3 separate regions of the Gossypium hirsutum genome follow, and regions 2 and 3 are each linked to region 1. The links are chromatin contacts, called in public Hi-C maps. All regions are on one chromosome and are shown on one strand. The core of a region is the stretch at or near the end of the contact, and the rest is flanking DNA. Distances in the headings are between cores, read along the strand shown. Region 1 holds the start of LOC107888834 (ACT domain-containing protein ACR6). Region 2 has its middle 47 kb from the start of LOC121206841. Region 3 holds the start of LOC107888838 (membrane-anchored ubiquitin-fold protein 4).

Evidence for each region. A called contact is a pair of places that touch in the nucleus more often than the background predicts.
Region 2: a Hi-C map of leaf shows a contact between it and region 1, with 2.8 times the contacts expected there. The contact joins the enhancer-like site here to the promoter of LOC107888834 in region 1. A contact is called at or near these places in 2 of 34 Hi-C or Micro-C datasets (both in leaf).
Region 3: a Hi-C map of leaf shows a contact between it and region 1, with 3 times the contacts expected there. The contact joins the promoter of LOC107888838 here to the promoter of LOC107888834 in region 1. A contact is called at or near these places in 3 of 34 Hi-C or Micro-C datasets (callus, hypocotyl and leaf).

Annotation. Positions count from the first base shown.
Region 1 is chrA09:31,856,234-31,859,830 of Gossypium_hirsutum_v2.1, forward strand. LOC107888834 (ACT domain-containing protein ACR6) reads right to left here and starts at 1,945. Exons shown (of 7, transcript XM_016813068.2): 1 at 1,590-1,945; 2 at 1,323-1,368; 3 at 1,127-1,241; 4 at 977-1,044; 5 at 284-889; 6 at 1-62. The coding sequence starts at 1,636.
Region 2 is chrA09:32,736,709-32,740,305 of Gossypium_hirsutum_v2.1, forward strand. No RefSeq gene overlaps it. Among protein-coding and RNA genes, the nearest start is that of LOC121206841, 47 kb to the left of the region's middle. Within about 2 kb of position 2,008, at least 4 of the 9 cell types and tissues checked have an H3K27ac peak or open chromatin away from gene starts, as enhancers often do. A contact at or near this core is called in leaf, where this site is marked.
Region 3 is chrA09:31,334,205-31,337,801 of Gossypium_hirsutum_v2.1, forward strand. LOC107888838 (membrane-anchored ubiquitin-fold protein 4) reads left to right here and starts at 2,029. Exons shown (of 3, transcript XM_016813080.2): 1 at 2,029-3,592. The coding sequence starts at 3,463.

The DNA of each region.
Region 1 (3,597 bases), core at 695-3,194:
ACACGGACACGCTCTGCTTCCGAACTGATCGGGAGCCCGTCTACATGTCGGATATAAAATTCCTACAAAGACAAAAAAGCTGATGCCATTAACACTGTCGAATCTACAATTCTAAGCATATCAACTTGTGCTCAACTGAGTAGAATTCCAACACAAAATGGATTACAATGTCAGCTTCATCTTACACCAATTGCTTCAATATTGCATCAGCAAGTTGATCAATATATATATCAGTGGCTGATAGGACTGCCATCACATTAAAATGGTAAAAGAACTATCTCACCTGATTAGCGTCCATCCTCGTTGTGTTGACCATTCCATGAAAAACAACATATTGCATATCTGTAAGAGTGCAGATAATATCAAACAGTAGTTTTGGCCTATCTTTTGCCCTCATGGTAATAACAGTGTAATCTTTCTCAATATTCAACAGATTAACTTGGGGTCTCGAGCTCCTCTCTTCGACTGCCCTGACTCCAGTTCTTTCCACCCTTTCGTAGTCCCTATCTGCAAACATGATTTGATGCAACCTTCGCTCCCTATGCATGACACCCGGAGCTGAAAGCATTGTTTTTGCTGTTTTCAAGTCATCATTTCCTTTGAGAACATTACAAAGCAAGTCCTTTATCATCAAGAGACGTTTCAGGTCGGTGATTGCACAGCCTGTCGAATCATCTGTCACATGAACCACAGCTGCAGCACGGGTGTTATGGGTCCAAATCTCGGCATTTACAACATTGCAACGCAGGTCCGCAAGGACTGCACATACTTCAGATAATAAACCAGGCCTATCAGTCCCTGCAAGTTCAATTGATGTATGCTCTTCTGATGGCATTACACCTACGGAGCCTCTCCGTGATGATACAAAGCCCGCACTAGTTTCGATTCTCTGTAAAAAATTAAAATTTAAGGTGAAAAATAGTTAAAAATCTGTAAAGGCCAAAAGAGTAACATGAGGTAGGTTCTTATTTCTTACCCTTTGAATATAGTCAATAATTTCTTTATCTCTGATTTTGTTGCCATCATTGTCAACAACATTGAAAACTGAAACATGAGAAACAATACTAAAAGAAATCAGTGTATGTTGAGTATAAATTGAAGAGTGTTTTTAAGAGAAAAGTTTTACCATCCATAAACCATCCTCCATCAGATGCTATGTATGCTTTTCTTATTGTAAGATTCATATCAGTAAGCACTTGAACTACTTCCAGGAGAATCCCATGTTTGTTGACACTGTCAACCTGAAGAGAAAGTTCCCCAATATCCAAATATAAGGAACTAGTTACCCATATATCATAATTCAAGCTACTTAAGCTTTTTACCTGGATAACTGTGGCATCCTCACAAGCATTATTGTCAATCACCACTCTGCAACAACAAAAACCATACATCTCAAATTAAAAGCAATTAAGAGACATGAATACAACATGCCAAATTTGCTTCAGTTTTTTATGAAAAAATATATGAACAAACTCTAATCTTCTTCAATTTCTTCATCCAAAACAGCAAGGGGGAGGGGGAGAACTCAAAAAAATCTAACCAAAAAATTCAAACGAAAATCTCACAAAGAAAAAGCGGGGAAAAATTACCTGGGTTGGTTTACCCTTCTGATAAGCTTAGCATATTCATCATCCATTTCTCAAGAAAAAAGAAAACCAAATTTCTCCAAGCTGAAAAACCACACAAGCACCAAAGAAGAAAACCAAACTTTTTCAAAGAAGAAATTGATTAGCTCAGAAATCCCAGAACTCAGAAGTCCAAAAGGGCAACTTTTATTATTCCTTTTGTATGATTCTGTACAAAATTGAAAATAAATAAAAATAAAAATAGGTCTTTCGAAACCAATATTCAAGGAAAGCACGAGTTAGGAAAATAAAAATAGTAGGACTATAAAAATTAAGATCTTAGCCGGATAACATAATAATTGAAAGCTTATAAATAAATTAGAAAAAGAGGTGTCCAAAAATGTAATATATTGGGGACCTGTAAATAAATGATTGGTTGGAAGGTCGTTATTGCTGCCCGTAGTCAGGCTCGTGCGTGTTGACGAATGTTGTACTTTTGACCTTCCTTATTTATCTAGTATTTAACTGTGGTGATCACAATAGGGAGGGTGACAAGCAGGTGGTGATTACAGTTTGGTCGGAGATTTTTTGCCCGTGTTTTCGGCGGCATTTTCTTCTTCATCTTCTTATTATTTTTTATTAGCCTCAGTGTTTTAAGCAACCTTTGTTTTCTCTATTTTGATAGTAATATTATTTATATTAATGTATTAATTTTGATCTACTATTTTAAATTATATGGTAAAAATAGAGTTAATTAGGTCAGGCATCCTCAAATTATTACTCTACTTTTAAATTGACTCTTAAACTTTAGAATGTTCTAGTTATACCTTTACATTATTGATGTTATATTAACCATGTACTTTAATTATTAAAACTGTTAGTTTAACTATTAAAAAACATGCTAAATCTTATAGTATAATTTAAAATGAAAATTAAAAAAAATAGAACATTATTACATAACTTTAAAAAAAAACTAAAAAAAGAGAGTGAATAATATAACATTTTAAGAGCTTAAAAAACTTCAAAATTAATATTTTTACATCTTCCTTTTTTTTATAATTTTCATTTTTTTAAATTTTCATTTTAAATTATGCCATAAAATTTGACATCTCATTTAATAATTAAGTTAATGATTTTAATAATGTAAGGACCTTATTGATATAACTTTGATAGTTTAGAGATGTAATTAGAATGTTCTAAAATTTGAGAATCACTTTAAAATACAAGTTATAATTTAGCGATGTACAATGCAATTAACTTGTAAAAATATGCTTATAATACATATATTACAAGCAAAATAAAAGAAAAAATTAAAACAAAAGACCATTTAATTTACTAAAACAAAAATTTTCCAATTTTTTTATTATTTTGATTATATTTATCCTTAGATTATAAAAAATGAATTTTTAGTAATAAAAAAAAAGGTGTTGTTTTTCATTTTTTTCTCTATCACTTTGATGAAAAGAGAACCTTTAGTATGTTATTATCTTCTTCAATTTTAATTTATTTATTTTAGAAAAAATATGAAATTAATTTATTACATAAATGTATTTATTAATAAAATAAAATATTCTAACTTTCAACTTTCATCAATAAACAGATAAATTCTATATTGATTGAGTTTTAGCTTAAAGATAAATTCTATATTGATTGAGTTTTAGCTTGATTGGCATTGGCATTGTTGCCAATATAGGAAGATGTAAGTTTCGGTGCGCTGTAACGCATTATCTTTTTATTTATGGGTTGGGAGGAGCTATGGCATATTTATAATATGCTTTTATGCAATCTTATATTCCACCAACCAAACAACATAACTTATATTCCAACCAAATAAACATAATAAGATAATTTGTCCATTCATTTTAAATTTTGATAATTTTAAGATAAACTAAACTATTGGTCACTAAACTATGTATAAGTCTTTGTTTTGCCCATTAAACTAAAAGAAGTTATAATTTGATCATTAAATTATTTAAAAGTTTTCATTCAAGTCATCGGACTGTTAAAATTGATGTTATATGGCTTTCTCTAT
Region 2 (3,597 bases), core at 758-3,257, 880 kb after region 1:
TATCACTTGTAGTATATATTATTCTTAACTTTGTGATTGAGAAAATTAAAGAGAACTTGTTTGAAAAATATTGCATGGTTAGTTGCATTCTATGTTTATGCTAAGGGGAATGATAGTTTGAAAAGAAAACAAGAAAAGAAGAAGATAAGATTGTCTCAAAGTAATTAAATCCTTTAGATTGAGTGGATGCCATTCCAATGACAGCTTGAGAAAAAGACAGGGACTCCCTTGAAAATTTTCTCCAATGACAGAGATGTCCCAATAATTTTCCCTAAACAAGACTTAACATTCTACAATCCCTTAAAACTTTGGAAATAGAATTGAGATTTCTTCTATCTAATTGTCAATTTATTATTTTATTTATTACAAATAATAATTGCTGATGTTTATATGAGTTTGATTTGAAGAAAAAAAATTCACTGTTTTCCATTGGGACCAAGGGATGAATCCATAAACGTTTGGCCACCCAAATTTCTCATTTGCCTAGATAAAGCCGAAGTCTATGTAATTTTATAAACAATCTTAAAAAATATCACGTATATTTTTTAAATATTTATTTTTAATATTTTATTATAACTCTAGGATATTTACCAACTCCTTAATTTTATTTATAAAATCTAAAACCTACGCTTTAATTATTCTTATTATTAAAACATTGATAGTTGTAATGAATCTCAAGTAAAATGATAAAAAATTATCTTTAAATCCTTAAATTATCCTTGCCTCACTCGTTATCCCATAAAAGAAAAACCTTGTAACAATAGTTAATATCAAATATGGAGTGGAATTTTCAACTAGTTATATATAAGTTTGGTGTAATGGTAAATGCTATTGGAGTAGAATTGCCCAAAGATATTTTTAATTACATTAAATTAATTCCTAAATTAAAAACAATTTTTTATTTAATTTAATTCAGTTTGCTGTGGGATTGCTTGTCTTTCATGTTTCTTGTCAGTTTGGTGCGCTACTCACTCAAAAATTACAATTCTTCAGCTTTCCTTTTTCCCTTCTTTTTCCAATATGTATTTCACAAGTTTGTTCAAATCATGCAGTTATCATTAATCAAATCTAAAAATTACATTTCCTTTTTTGTTAAACAAAATCGAACCACTTTTGTTTCTTATCGACCAAAATAGAATTCATTATGGGGACGAAGAGCTCAATGCATAAAATTTTCATTTCATGAATCCCTATATATGTATATGAATGAACTGAATATATACATATATTACTTAGGGTTGGTCTATCAAGTACTTTGACACTTATGGTTAAATCCCAGCCATTCATTTTTTTTAAAGATTTACCCTTAGTAATTTTTTTCACTTATAATTTATATAGTTATTATTAATAAATTTTAAAATAATTAATATTTTTTATAAAATTCTGATACTCAAAACTCTAAATAAAAATCTTAAAACTTTTATCTTTAAAAAACTTAAATTAAATTAAAGAGATTTGACGGTGGTGCCAACAGAATTGTCACTTAAGAAATTCAAAAGTTGGCAGGTTGGCACGATTATTGAGACGATTTTACTATTGAAAATCAACAACAATAGCTGATGATGGAGATTAACTTGTATTTTTTTTTTATCTTAAATCACTCCATGATAATGACATACAATTTATATGGGAAATTAAAAACTTGGGAAATGGTCTTTAATTAAAAGTACACTATACTCTTTGACTTTTCATTGGACGAACAATCCATGCAATACTTGGTCACCATAGTGGGGATATCCATAAACACAGACATACATATCCTTTACTTTTCTCCTTTTTTTTTTCCTTTAATCAATCTTGCAAACTTGATTATTAAGCAACTTTAGGATGGGTTTGGCATGAATCATTGAAGTAATGAGAATATATATTTATATATCTTTATTAATTTATTTAATCCTTTTTCAACTGCTTTCCCTTTATAAAAACTTACATAGAGCCTTTGCTTTGATGTGGAGAAGACCAATTCTTTGTGTTGTGATGATAATTATAGTTGGAGTTGGTATGTGTACGTTGGTGATTGCATGGCTTGTCACATGTGCTTCCCATCATGGAGACAAAGGGAGGCCCCGCTCTTTGAAAACCAGTCTCACAAGAATTCAAGCAATTTGATTAAATGGGAAAAGATCTTTGCTTTGTTTGTGGGTTTTTCAAATTTAATTTTTAAAGACTTTTTTTATTTTTTTTTCTCACCAAGAGATAAGTTTGGATCTTTCTTTGTTAGTATTCGTTTTAATCATGTCCTTTCCTTTTCAAAGCTTTTGCTTTTCTTTTTTCCCAATTAAGGGTTTTTTTTACTAAAATATTATAATAAATAAAATAAAATACGAAAATAATATATTTCAAAATTATATATTAAAATGATACATTTAAGGTGGTCACACCTAGTACATAGGCGGTACTACCCTACTCTAACACAAAAAAATATTAAAAAAATACTATTATATTTAAAAAAATAAAATCTGCTATAAAAAATTGATGTGACACTGTGGAGGGCAAGCCAGAAGCTGCACTGGTGAAGCCTCTGGCAGAGGCAGCACCAGTGAAGCTTATGCCATAAGTGGTACCAGTGAAGCCTATGCCATAGGTGGCACCAACACTCCCAAACTCCTTCCGATTCTATTTAAGTTAAAAAAAAATTACCATGAATTTTTTAAGCAATATGTTAAAAAAAATAATATTATTTCTGTTAAAAAGACAATAATATGTTAAAAAACAAAAACAAAAATTTTAAAAATTAGTACATAATATTAAAATTTTTTATTAAAAATAGTTAAAATATTATATTTTAATACATAATTTTTCAAATATACTATTTTCATATTTTATTTTATTTTTTATAATATTTTAATAAAAACCCCATTTGAATACCAAAAGGAGATAATTGAAAAAGTACACACCAAAATTTAGGCACTTCCCAATCAATTCCAAGGACCTTGTTACTCATTAGCTATTTGCACTACATTACATATGGTGTAATGTAATTTAGCTGTTTCAAGCTTTACAACAAGAAGCTTTGAAGCTTCTTTTAATAATTAAAATGTCCTCTTTTAGCATATTTTTGCTTTGGTTAAAAAAAAATTAAAACAAACCTCTTATCATTCTTCTTTGAATTAGTAATTTTTTATATAAATATTTAAAATTATTCGTAATTTTTTTAACTTTAAATAAGAAGATAAACATATTTTAATACACTTAATTTATGTAATTTTTAATTAATAATAATATTAATACTAACTGAACTGAGTATACTTGAATAGCAATTACTTAAATTTCTTTCTATTTGATAACATCTATTTGCATTCAAAACAAGACTCTGTACTCCAACATGCGGTAAATGTGTTATTGGTTACAAAATTCACATGCCTCTTGATTTACTTTGTTTCTTCATCGAATTTTTGCTCAGCTACACTGTCTTTGTACTTTTTTTTTTCTTTCGTCACCACTGAAGCTGATAGGTAATAAGGATAGTAATAAATAGTACAAATTCGTAGATATTTGATATGTTGGTTGAAGATTCAGAAAATATTTAAATTTAAATATTTGAATTAGTCTCTACAATTAATTTAAAATGAATACAAATATTAATTTTTAAATATT
Region 3 (3,597 bases), core at 779-3,278, 520 kb before region 1:
ATTCAAATTAGGAAATTACATATATCTATCAAATTTCATTATTCAAACGGAACTTCACATTTATTCAAGCTATATGAAGCATATAATTTATTTCATACTTTAAACATTTATAATTCATACAATCACGTAACACATTCAATACAAGCATATAAATATACACAATTCGGTTACACTAACTTACCTTAATAATCGTCCGTACAAGAAATTCTTCTAATCCGAAACTTTTTCTTTTCCTCGATCTAGCTTCGAATTTGAGTTGTCTGGATCTATATAAATGAATTTAATCATCAATTTAATTCATTTCATATTCAATTGAATTCAATTTACACCCTAGGAAATATTACCATTTTGCCCTCAAACTTTCCATAAATTCCAATTTCGTCCCTAGGCTCGAAAAATGAAATTCATGAAATTTAATCCTTATTTCAAGCCTAACCAAATTTTCATATAACATTTATAGTACTTATATTTCACAAAACTCAGAATTTTTCCATGGATTTTTCCACTTTTCAATGTAGTCCCTAAATCATGATTTCATAAAAATTCTCTTTGTAAAAGTTGTTTATCTATCAGTAACTTTTCATTTTCTACCATAAATTTCAAATTTTCAACATATTCATCCATCTTTACTTTGATAACTTTTTAAATTAGTCCTCAAAATAGATAGATTAAACTATCCCGATCTCAAAATTATAAAAATTACTAAAAACGGGACAGAAATACTTACCCAATTAAGCTTGATTAGTTTCTTCTCTCTCTCCTAGGGCTCCCATGAAATTTGGGGATGAATATGATAATAAAATAAGATGATATTTCTATTTAATTATTTATCATCTTTAATTATTTTGATTTCTAATTTAGTCCTTAGTCTTTTCTAATTTTTCCATGGATGAATCACCAAAAATATCTACTAACTTTTCTTTAATGGTCTAATTATCATATAAGGACCTCAAATTTTTAATTCCATAGCTATTTAATCCTTCTAGCTACTAGAACTCAACTTTTGCATTCTATGCAATTTGGTCCTTTCATTAATTAAACACATGATCGGTAAAATTTTCTTATCAGAATTTTCATATGACATTTCTATCATAATGCAGACCGTGCAATAATATTTAAAAAATTTTCTTTCTGGCTCGGATTTGTGGTCCCTAAACCACTGTTCCGATTTCACTAAAAATGAGCTGTTACAAAACCACTCAAAGATAGTGATTTTGTTAAACTCGATACTCTATTTTTAAAACTCAAAATGACGTGCTCCAAGTAACTGAAGGTTTAAATATATATATTTAATCTACGTTTTACAAAATGATGAACAAATTTTAGTTAAAGAGATTTTCTGCTGCGTCATTCTTTTTAAATATGATGTTTTATAATCAAAATCATGATACTCAAACTTTTCTAACAATAGATTATTTTCGACAAATTACTCTTAAAGAAGGGATGTAAGATTGATATTTTGATTCTTTTTCTTCAAGCGAAATAAAAGGACATTTTAAATACAATGATTTTTAAGAAAATATGAAAAAGAGTTTTCTTTGCCAATGACTTGGTCAATGTGATTCTCAAGATTCAGCCATAACATCTGAGCCGGGTTTAAGGGGTTACAAAAATAATCCAAGAAACATACTCATAGTAGGTCAATCCAATATGTTGTTCTGTATTGATTTTGACATTCCTATATCAATGACAACAGTTTGTCATCAATCAACTACACATTAGTCTCAATGCATTATTGTTTTCCAAACCCACAATAATACTTGACAAAATAACCTTTAACAATAATCATATTTTCTTAGGAATTTATTACAATTCAATTTATTTATATACATAGAAAAAAATTGAAATGATAATGACAATGCCTTATATTAATAAACAAGGTAAAATAAGTATGTAATTACAACCATCTCATGATTGGCCTTTGGGAATACTATAACATCTTTGTCCTTGATCTTAAAATGCACTATGAAATGGATGTTGGGTCATGGATGTTGAGGGTTAAGTAGAAAGAGTTTGATTGTTTCAAATTATTCTTGAGAGAAAAGAGAATAGATTGTTTGATATGATGTATATAGACTCTTGTTAAATATATTAAAAAATTGAGTGAATAAAAGTAAAACAAGTGAAATAAAAGCGTGGTTAATCTCAAAATCATTATGAGTGAACTTATTTTTATCGAGTGTGCACCATTCTAGACTTGCTGTAGCACTTGGGGGTGCCCTTGACATTCTCCCCTACTCAATCTAATGGTGCACTTGTTGCTAGGGGAATGCCGCACTTGGTCCCTCGATCGACATCTTCTATGTGAGTGACTCCTCAGGCCTTCAGGCCAAGTCTTCTATGCTCAATTTTTCTTGACCGTTACTGCACTTGGAGAAACCATCACTCTCAGTTCTTTTGCCTCCATGATGTTGGCGCTCTCTGCACTCTTTCCATTGCACTTTTGTATATGAGGGGTTGGACTTCTTTTCAAATCTACTTGCTTTCACATTCTCTCATGCTGCCCAATTGATCTTTGCCTTATGACACGACACCCAGCCTTAACACTTGCGGCTTCACATCGTGCTCATCCTTGAAAGCTCTAATGACGACCAACCTCCGCACTCAAGGCTCTGGATTGCTTCCACAACATTTGACTTTAAACTTTTCCAGTCTTCACGAGCACTAATAACTTAGCGTTCGTAAGGTTTTCTGTGACCCATCTCTCTCACGATTGCTTCGAGACTCCCTTTCTCTCGTTTGCTGGTCTAGTTATAATAAAAAGGGACACGCGTTTATGTTCGAAGCTTAAATTATGGTCAAAGGGACTTTCCTAGTCCTTGTATTTACCATGTTTTTTCAGCTTTTTTCTTTTCCAGTCACCAACCAAAATACGCCACGCCCTCTCTAATATCCATCCCTCCTAACTCACTATTTACGATACCTCCATGTCTCTCCCCTCTGCATTTGCAAATGGAAACATAAAAATAAACAACTCAAAGATTAAAAAAGAGAAAGCGTGAAGATCGGGTCTAATCTGGGTTCTCTTGAAAGTTTAACCAATTCTTTGAATCTTTTGTAGTCTCCCTCGTGTATATATATATCACCCTCAAGAGAAGAGAAAAGAGCTCCGCAATTCATTTCATCTTTTTTCTTTTTTGTAACAACTTTTTTTCGAAAGGTATATATATTTAAAGTCCTGTTGTAGTTTTAGTTGTCGGTTTAGGTTTTTTTTTTTCTTTCTAAAATTTCAATCTCTTTTTATCGTTTCATGTATGTAATTACAACGAAAAATACCCCAAGAGTTAGGGTGGAGTGAGGTGTGATTTTGGAATCTGTTACTTTTTCTTTCATTTTCTAGGGAAACCCAAACAGAGAATAAAAATAAATTGTATGTAGTGGTGAACTTGAGAGGTTTTTTTTTTTTTTTTTTGGAAAAGAAGGCAAGGGTTTTGATTTTGGTGGATAATTTTGGAAATTGAAATGCCGGAGGAGGAGGTGGTAGAGATTAAGTTTCGGTTGTATGATGGATCAGATATGGGTCCATTTCGATACTCGCCTGCTTCAACCATTGCTATGCTCAAGGAAAGAATTGTTGCTGAATGGCCTAAAGGTTTG